Regions from separate parts of the Gossypium hirsutum genome. Here region 1 is linked to region 2. The links are chromatin contacts, called in public Hi-C maps. All regions are on one chromosome and are shown on one strand. Each heading gives the region's core, a stretch centred on a gene start, on an enhancer-like site or on the middle of the called end of the contact. The rest is flanking DNA. Distances are from core to core; before and after follow the strand shown.

The links. Hi-C and Micro-C count contacts between places; a contact is called where the count stands out from the background.
Region 1: a Hi-C map of leaf shows a contact between it and region 2, with 2.7 times the contacts expected there. The contact joins the promoter of LOC107930653 here to the promoter of LOC107960316 in region 2. A contact is called at or near these places in 7 of 34 Hi-C or Micro-C datasets (leaf and seedling).

The regions. Positions count from the first base shown.
Region 1 is chrA01:44,219,242-44,223,591 of Gossypium_hirsutum_v2.1, forward strand. LOC107930653 (ATP synthase subunit d, mitochondrial) reads left to right here and starts at 1,625. Exons shown (of 5, transcript XM_016862345.2): 1 at 1,625-1,959; 2 at 2,183-2,264; 3 at 3,226-3,290; 4 at 3,389-3,475; 5 at 3,573-3,910. The coding sequence starts at 1,789. The coding sequence ends at 3,674.
Region 2 is chrA01:43,628,179-43,632,574 of Gossypium_hirsutum_v2.1, forward strand. LOC107960316 (3-phosphoinositide-dependent protein kinase 2) reads right to left here and starts at 2,736. Exons shown (of 11, transcript XM_016896635.2): 1 at 2,147-2,736; 2 at 715-895; 3 at 493-545; 4 at 1-58. The coding sequence starts at 2,347.

The DNA of each region.
Region 1 (4,350 bases), core at 375-2,874, 590 kb after region 2:
TGATATTAAAAAAAAAAAACTATTTGGAATTCAGTCAACAATTGGCTAAATGTTCAAATTGAGCTCAACATTTTAGAGGTTGTTCATGTAAAGTTAAATCTTTTAAAATGGTCATATAATGGTTTAATCTTTTATAAAATGCTCTGTCAAATCTTTCAAAATTGTTTCTCAATTATCATATACGAAGTTTTAAATTATGTTTTTATTTTTTTTCCTTTTTATGCAGTAGTTATGTGTTTTATTCTAAACCTGTCAACTTTACTTAATTTTTACTATAAACTGGATTGAAGTGCATGAAAAATTCTTATTTAAAGATTTTTGTGAAGGTTAAGTCTTTATATGATCATTTTGAAAGGTTTAATCCTTAAATGAGCAACTCTTAAAATGTTACATTCTAATTTAAGCATTTAGCCTTAAGCTTTTAATATTTTTAGCTCAAAATAAAAATAAAAAGGATATCGTAAACATAAGCAGCTCCTGAGTAAATTTATTCATGGGTCGAGCTATTTATTTAGACTTAAAGACCTATCTGAAATTTGGGAGGGTTTGTGCAAGAATAATTGGCCCGTTTAAAATATGGATTGGACTTGAGCATTCAAGACTTGAGCTTGATCCAACCTATTTTTAAATTTGTAATATTTTATATTATGTTACTTTTATATATTATATAATGTATAACACATAAAAATTAAATCTATAATAATATATAATACTACTATAATATAAACATTAAAAAATGTTAAGATAATTTTATATAAAATTTTAATAAATGAAAAAGTATATAAAATTTTTAAAATATGGATGGGCTTGGGTAAAATTTTAAACTTGTATTTCGAGCCAAGCAGGGTTTGAGCAAATATAAAGTGTGTTAATATCATGCTTAAGCCCAGACCGAACTTGGATCAGACTATCTCAATCCGTGAATTAAATTTAAAAATAAAATGTGATATAATTTTTTGTCAAACTATTAAATCATTTGAAATTTTAAAAAAAAACTCTTAATATTTTTGTAATTAAATTTAAATGAAATATATTTTCATTAATAAATAGTAATTCGAGTCAGGTTAAATTTGTTAGAGGTCAAAAAAATCCTTTTTTCCATGCTTAATCTAAGTTGAGCCCACCTTATTAGATTGATGGCGGATTGTTCGCCTTTTAAACATTTTTTTCACAAGAGAGGAATTTATTTACATCAGTAATTTTACACTTTTTCATAATTTTTTATATAATTAATGTTTCAATAATCTAACAATTAAATTTTTTAATATATTTGTACTTGTTATGTATATAAAATCAATTATATATTTCATCTTATCAATTTTAAAATATTGTCAATATATATAATGATTGAAAGGTTTTTTCATATAAAATAAATAGTTAAATTTTTTTAATTTATACCAAACTGAATAGGCGTGATAGATAAATTATTAAAATATTAATAATATAAAAAGTTTATATATATATATATATTTTTTTTTTGCGTGTGTTTTAAGCAAGAGTTTTATAAATTAATGAACCCGGTCCAAAACTTCTAATTGGTTGACACATAAGCCCGATCTATCATGGGTCGGACCAGAGGTATTTGGATTAAGCCCAAACTAAGTACATCGAACCGGTCCATCTTAAAATTCTCAAAATTCCAATTTTGTCCACAATTAAACATCAAAATGCCCATTTAAGATTATTATTTCATTTCCCTAAACAAGAAGCAGCAGCCTTCATCAGTCATCTCCAAAAAAGTTGTGGAGAAAAAAATATTACGTTTGGGAAGCGAGAAAGTGCGAGAAAATGAGCGGAGCAGGAAAGAAAGTAGTAGATGTGGCTTTCAAAGCAGGAAAGAGCATTGATTGGGAAGGGATGGCGAAGCTTTTGGTCTCCGATGAGGCTCGCAAAGAGTTCGCCACTCTTCGTCGCACTTTCGATGAAGTTAACTCCACTTTACAGACCAAGTTCAGCCAGGTTAGGGTTTTCTATTCTCTCCCATCTCAGGTTTTTTTAATAACTTAGGACCTTTGGGTTAATCTATAATTAGATCTTTAGGGTTTTAGTCTTTTTTTTGGTTGATTAATGTTATTTATTGAAATAAATAATCATTTTTGAAGCTTCTATTTGTCATTAAGGGTGATTTTTCATTTGATGCTTGTATTAACTTTCTTGGTGATAATCTGATTCTGTTAAGCAGGAACCTGAGCCTATCGATTGGGAATATTATAGAAAAGGAATCGGCTCGCGATTGGTGGATATGTACAAAGAGGCTTATGAGAGTAAGTTTTTTTTCTGTCATGGTTGAGTTTTCATTCTATACTATTTCCTAGTTGCCCCCTTTATTCTTAGATCTGTTGTAGGGTTCCTAAAAGCATAAAAATGGTCTACTTACCTCATGTTTGAAGTCTTCACATGGTTGCAGTTTCCTCGATTTGTGAATTGAATTAACTGTTGTTTAAGCTGTGCTTCCTGTTATGAGATGATAATTTTATGAGTCGGATGATGATATGGTCACCTTGACTAGCTACAATGTTCCTTTTTCGTTTTTATTGTCTCAAAATAATTAGTGAAGTGTGGAATTTAATTCTGTCATCCATTCTTCGATTGTGGATATTTTTTATCTTTGTTAAACCTATTCCGATGGCCATATTGCCTATAAGGATGTTGTGTTCATCGATTGTTATATTTTTTATAGGTAAGTTCTTAATATTGTATATAAACGTGATTCTTGTTGTATATAAACCAGATTCTTGTCCAAAACGCTGTAAAAGTTTCTATAGAACAACTATGATTCTCATTACTCCTATGCTTTGGATGTTTGATGTAAAATAACCTTTAACTCAGACCTTTATTTGTTACAAAAAGAAAAGAAAAGAAAAGAACAATGTTACTCAACCAATGAACTAGATGATTTTCAGGTTTTTTTTTACGGTAAGGTGTTCCACGAGCACCTTCTTGGAATTAACTGTGTTAAATGGAGCTGCCTCCTTTTCACTGTTTACTTGCCATACTGGTTAGTTACAATGTTTAACTCTTTCTTTAGTGTAATTTTTTTGCTTTGATTATAGAATTTGTCTAACCGGGTTGTCACTTGGCTACAACTTTTGGAATCCACGGTTGTTTATTGTGTGAGTGGTTTCGATGAAGCTGTGGGGAGTTTGTGATTTCATCTGTTTTAATTTTATATACATTTTGAGTTATTAACTCTAATCTTTACACATTTTATATGCTTCCTTTCAGGCGTAGAGATCCCCAAGTTTGTTGACACAGTCACTCCTCAATTCAAACCGAAATTTGATGCATTGGTGAGAATCAACAGCATTCTTGATCCTCTTTTACCTGTCTCAGTGGTTTTGGTTTTCTTTTTCATCATCTGATTTGGTTATTTACTTGTGGTTAATAGTTGGTTGAATTGAAAGAAGCAGAAGAGAATTCTTTGAAAGAGTCCGAGCGTTTGGAGAAAGAAATTGCCGACGTTCAGGAACTGAAGGTAATTGCAAAACACTGCCCAAATGAATCTTCTCTTTATCGTAATTGTAATTGCAATTGTTGATTTTTGTTCTATTCTTTTTTCTTTATTTGAACAGCAAAAGATCAGCACCATGACAGCAGATGAGTACTTTGAGAAACATCCCGAACTGAAAAAGAAATTTGATGATGAGATCCGCAATGACAATTGGGGCTATTGAGACATGTTTGGTAATATAAGGGTCAGGCTATAAAACAGTCCCAACCAGTATTTCTGAGTTGGTCTTATCATTTCTTTTGTTGTTTTAACCCCAAATGATGATTACCGAAACTCTGTTTTTTGTGGTAATTTCATCGGGAACTAATAATATGATAATTCACTTGAGAACCAAAGTGGATACTGTAAGACATGCTTTTCATTTAAGTGGCATCCATGTTCATGAGGAACATTCTTTTATTTCATCTGCTTCATTTGGGATGTGCAAAGCGAATGAATAAATCCTTATTTTTAAAGTGGAACCACATACAAGTTGTAATGTTGATTCTTAATCTATTTAATAACTTTTGGCATTGCCTTTATGGTTCAGAAGTGTGCAAAAAGTATGATTTGTAAATTTTAAGTGGATGATGTTGTGAACGATGCTGTGGCAAGTCAAAATATTCATTTTAGAAACTTAGACAAATGCTAATGTTAAGTGGATCTGGATGGATGGTGCATTTATTTGTAGTTAGTATAAAAATAGTAGTGAGAGTGAGATTAGATATTGTAGTAATATTGTTATTTGAGTGTAAAAACAATGTAATGTGAGACAAAAGTAAGCTAAACATCGTCTATCTAAACTCACTTTTAATTTGATAATCATAATTATTGTGAAATTAGTTAATATTATTAAATTA
Region 2 (4,396 bases), core at 1,486-3,985:
GAGCATCTACAACTTCTGCAGCATAAAAGCGAGCTTCATCCTCTGATAAACGACCTTTCTGAACAAAAAAATAGCCAGATTGTGATACTGAACCATGAATAAATCAACAGATATCAGACCAAGTGCTAAATAACAACAACAAAGTTTGAGCTCAAGATAATACAGGCATTCAAAGCTATAACTAAGGGATAGAGTTGGCAACATTATGCAATGAACTTTAAACGGCTCCAAACTGGTGATTGAGTAAGACTTTATATCATAGATAAAGAAGTATATCTGACTATCCCAGATTTCTTATCATTAGTTTTGCCAGAAAAATAGAGAACAAATATACAATTGAAAATGTTCACCAGATTAATTGAGAGCAACTAATCAATTTCAAACAGCTCAATCAATGCTCCGAGGGGGGAAAAAAAGCTACCACACAACACACCCTCTTTGATGTATGAGTTTTCTATGAGGATGTAGGAATACATGCCAAGAGTAACTTACTCTTGTTATTTGGTCAAAAAGTTCTCCACCTTCACAGGACTCAAGTGCCATGTCTTCACAATATATCAAAGAAAACAACGTCAAACAATGAAGCAAATTGAATGAACTGGCAATACATAATTAATGGAAGAAGATCAAGGAAGAATTTTTCCTTTTTTTTTGTAAAAACTAACTAAACAAGTATGCGCATAATATTAATAGAAGGCAACTAAAAATACCTACATAGCGAAAAAGTATCTTGAAATGTAAAATAGAGCCGCACAACGCCAGGATGCTCCAATTGGTCAAGCACTATACGTTCCAGCTTTACATATGCAGTTTTTTTTTCCTTAGTGATGAACTTTTTGTCCATGATCTTCAAAGCATACACCATTCCCGTATCCTTCTTCTTTGCCCTCACAACCTGATGGATATTCAAAATAACAACAAAGTGAATAAGAAGCTCAAATGAGAAATGGTGAGTGAAGAAAAGGATATACTAAAATAAATTAAAACAATTTCCAATAAAAAAAATAAAAAGAAGAAATGTTTAAAGCAGCAAAAACTAATGATAATAAAAAATAACCCCCCCAAGCAATGTCAATGAACACACACACACATATATGCATGTATATATTCTAAACTAACATATCAAGCAGCCGACACTTCTATACAAATTTCATTTCGTAAAGGAGTAGCATGAAACATAAATAAATTTGTCCAGTTTGGGTCATCCTTTTTCACTCTTAAGTCTTAACCATACAGACAGTTTCTGCCTTTTCTGCTCTTATCCAATATATACATTAATTTACTAAAAATATCAGAAACTTCTTCATTCACATCGTTAATGTCTAGTACACGGCTGAAGTGCTCAAATAACAGAAAGTACTTTAATTTAGCCTCACATTTACAAAAACTCAAATTTCTAAAAGAGTGACAATAAAAAGTGTTTATCAATAAGTTATTTAGATTCTGAGATGGTGAAAAGACAAAAGAGAAAAAAGGGAAAAAGAGATGAACAGCATAAAAATTAACCAAAAAAATATTTGATATCAATGTCATTATCTGTAAGACATAAAACAAAAAGAGAGAAATAAATAAGATCTTGATCCAGCAGTAAAAGGAAAAGCAGTAGGCTCAAAATCCCTCACTCCACTCATGTGCAAGTTGAACTATCACCGATTAAGTAAATATTTGAGGGTAGTAAAATATCACACATAGCCTAAATAAAGCATAGATAGTTCAACATGCACATGAGTGCGGTAGGCTAAAAGATTTTCCGTTCATCCTCTTTCCAAGCATAGCCTAAATATTACACAGTCAGCTAATATAGGAAACAGAAACAGAACAACACATTTTTTATTCAACAGAACATGTTTTTCTTTACACTAAGTTTCTATAAACTAAGCAAAATTATTTCCCTTTCATTCAAATAGCTTGTATCACTACCAAAAAAACCCACAAAATTCACAAAGATAGCTAAATTTATACCAAAAACACACAATTCATAAAGAAAGCATCATTGCCTATCAAGTTCATAAATTAAAGCATGCAAGCATACATGCAAATAATAATAATAATAATAGTAATAAATTATAACCAAAAACAGTGTGTGATCTACTTAGAGTGATTTGACTAGAATCAAACTCAAGTACAAAAAAAAAAAAAAACTAACCTTCGAGTAAGAACCAACACCGTAGATCTTACCCAGTTCAAAATCCTGAATACTGAAATTCTCTTGAGGAGCTCTAAATGCAAAGCTTTTAGATCTCTGAACATTGTTAGAAGCAACAGTATTAGAAGAATTGTCTTTGTTAGTATCATCAGTTCCCTCAACCCTAAGCTTTGAATCAAAATCCTTCTCCATGGCCAACATTTCTCTCCCAAAAATCCCCTTACTTTCCCTTTTACAACATCACAGCAATAAAAATAATTATTGAGAGAAGCTTTTCTTTTTCGATTTTAGTTTCCAGTCAAAGAGAAAAAAAAAGAAAAAGAATCCTTTTTCCTCTTTATTGAGATAGATTGGATCTTCCTTAAATATTCTTCTGAAAAAATGAGGAAAAAAAAGTTGAAATTGATTCTTTTCTTGTCACTATAATATAATTTTATGAAATTTATACAAATTTGTGTAACTATAATTTAAAATATATATATATTATATTAAAGGGAAAAAAGATGAAAATGAGAGTGATCAGCTTTTGAGGAATTTCAAAACCCTAGAAAGAAAAAATTAATATATGTAAAAAAGTGAAAGAGTTGTCTGTATGCTAACTATCTGTTGGAATAATTATATTTTTTAAAATATTTTAACATTTATTGATAATGATTTGTAGCTACGAGTTTGGGAATGATTTGAGTTAATAACTTTTAATTTGATTGTAAATTTTAAATTAAAAGTAGGTTTCTAATTTATGGTAATGCTAATTCAATTTTAAAAACCAAGCAATAACAAGAATGTTGTGAGTTTGATTCTTTTATTGCTGTAACTTTTTCCCAATTCAATATTTGCTAAATGAATTTTATGGTTTAAAATTATTTTAGTTACATATTTTATGTTTTATTTTAATAAATTATGTTTCTAACTAATTAATTATAACTATTATATTCCAATATTTAACTCACATCTGCAAATAGTAATTTTAAAATTTAAATATTATTCGAATCCCCTCTATTTGAAATGTAAAGTGAGGAATTTGATGAAGGATAAATATATGCTACATCATTTTCTCTTTTCTCCATAAACAATCTCTCAAAAATAAAAAACCTGATTGAAGGTTAAGTTTATTACATTCTTTTTATAAATTAATTTAATTGCTCTACTAACCTGAATTTAAATCCATATCACTTGATACTAATTTTTTGAATTTGTTTATTTTTATTTTTTAATTTTAAAAAAATTAAAATTATTTATTAATGTGATATATAAGACAAATATTACTATAATAAGATGAGATACACTTGAATTATCAAGTGAATTACCAAGCTAACATCGTTAAAAATTTAATATTTTAGGTGTTTAAAAAAAATTATTTGACTTTTAACTTAAAAAGGATAAAAGTTAAATTAACAATATATATATATGTAATTATACTTTTTTTTTAATCAATTATCTTCTTCTCTTTTATTTGTTTTCAATATAGATTTATGAATTGGTATCTAATTTCGTAATTTTCTTTGTGAATATTAAAAATAAAAATTCGATAATGAAAACGCTTTTAAATTGAAATTCAATTACGTGTTGAATAAAATAGAGTAAATTATAATTATTGAGAGTAGTAAGTAGGTCCAAAGCATGGGCGGTAGGACCCAGGTTACGTGTAGGCAAGAAATGTGGGCCAAGTGGGTTCCCAAAGAAAAGCATTGGAACGGCCCTTTGATTGGGACGTCACCTATTACATGGAAACAAACTCCACAATCTTGACTTCTCCATAAAAATAAAACATAAAAACAAATTCATATTTATAAAAATAATAATAAACATTACAAAAAAATATACGATAGTAAAAATAACACCTTAAATTTTAATTAAAATATGAGTTGATTATTATTTAAAAAGTAGGGCAACAATGGACGGTGAAGTTAATAAAGTCTAAACAATAGTGAATAATTTTTATATTTTTACTAAAGTGATGCTTTGTCTCTTTATGTAAACTTTTTTCTGTTCTCTTTGTACTTTTTTTTCTTGCTTTTCTCTTATGACTTAGTTCTTGGAGATTGATAGTATTTATACAGAACAAAGGAACATGTCATATGGCCCTACACATTGCAATGAAAGCTTCCAACTCCTAGGGCTGCAAAGATATGGGAAGTTAACCCATATTTCATGTCTAAGAAAGGTATTAACCGGGATATTTGAAAGTAGTTATTCTGAAATTTTGGCCTATTAAAGGTACGATTGATATTTTCTAGCTGAAACACAATA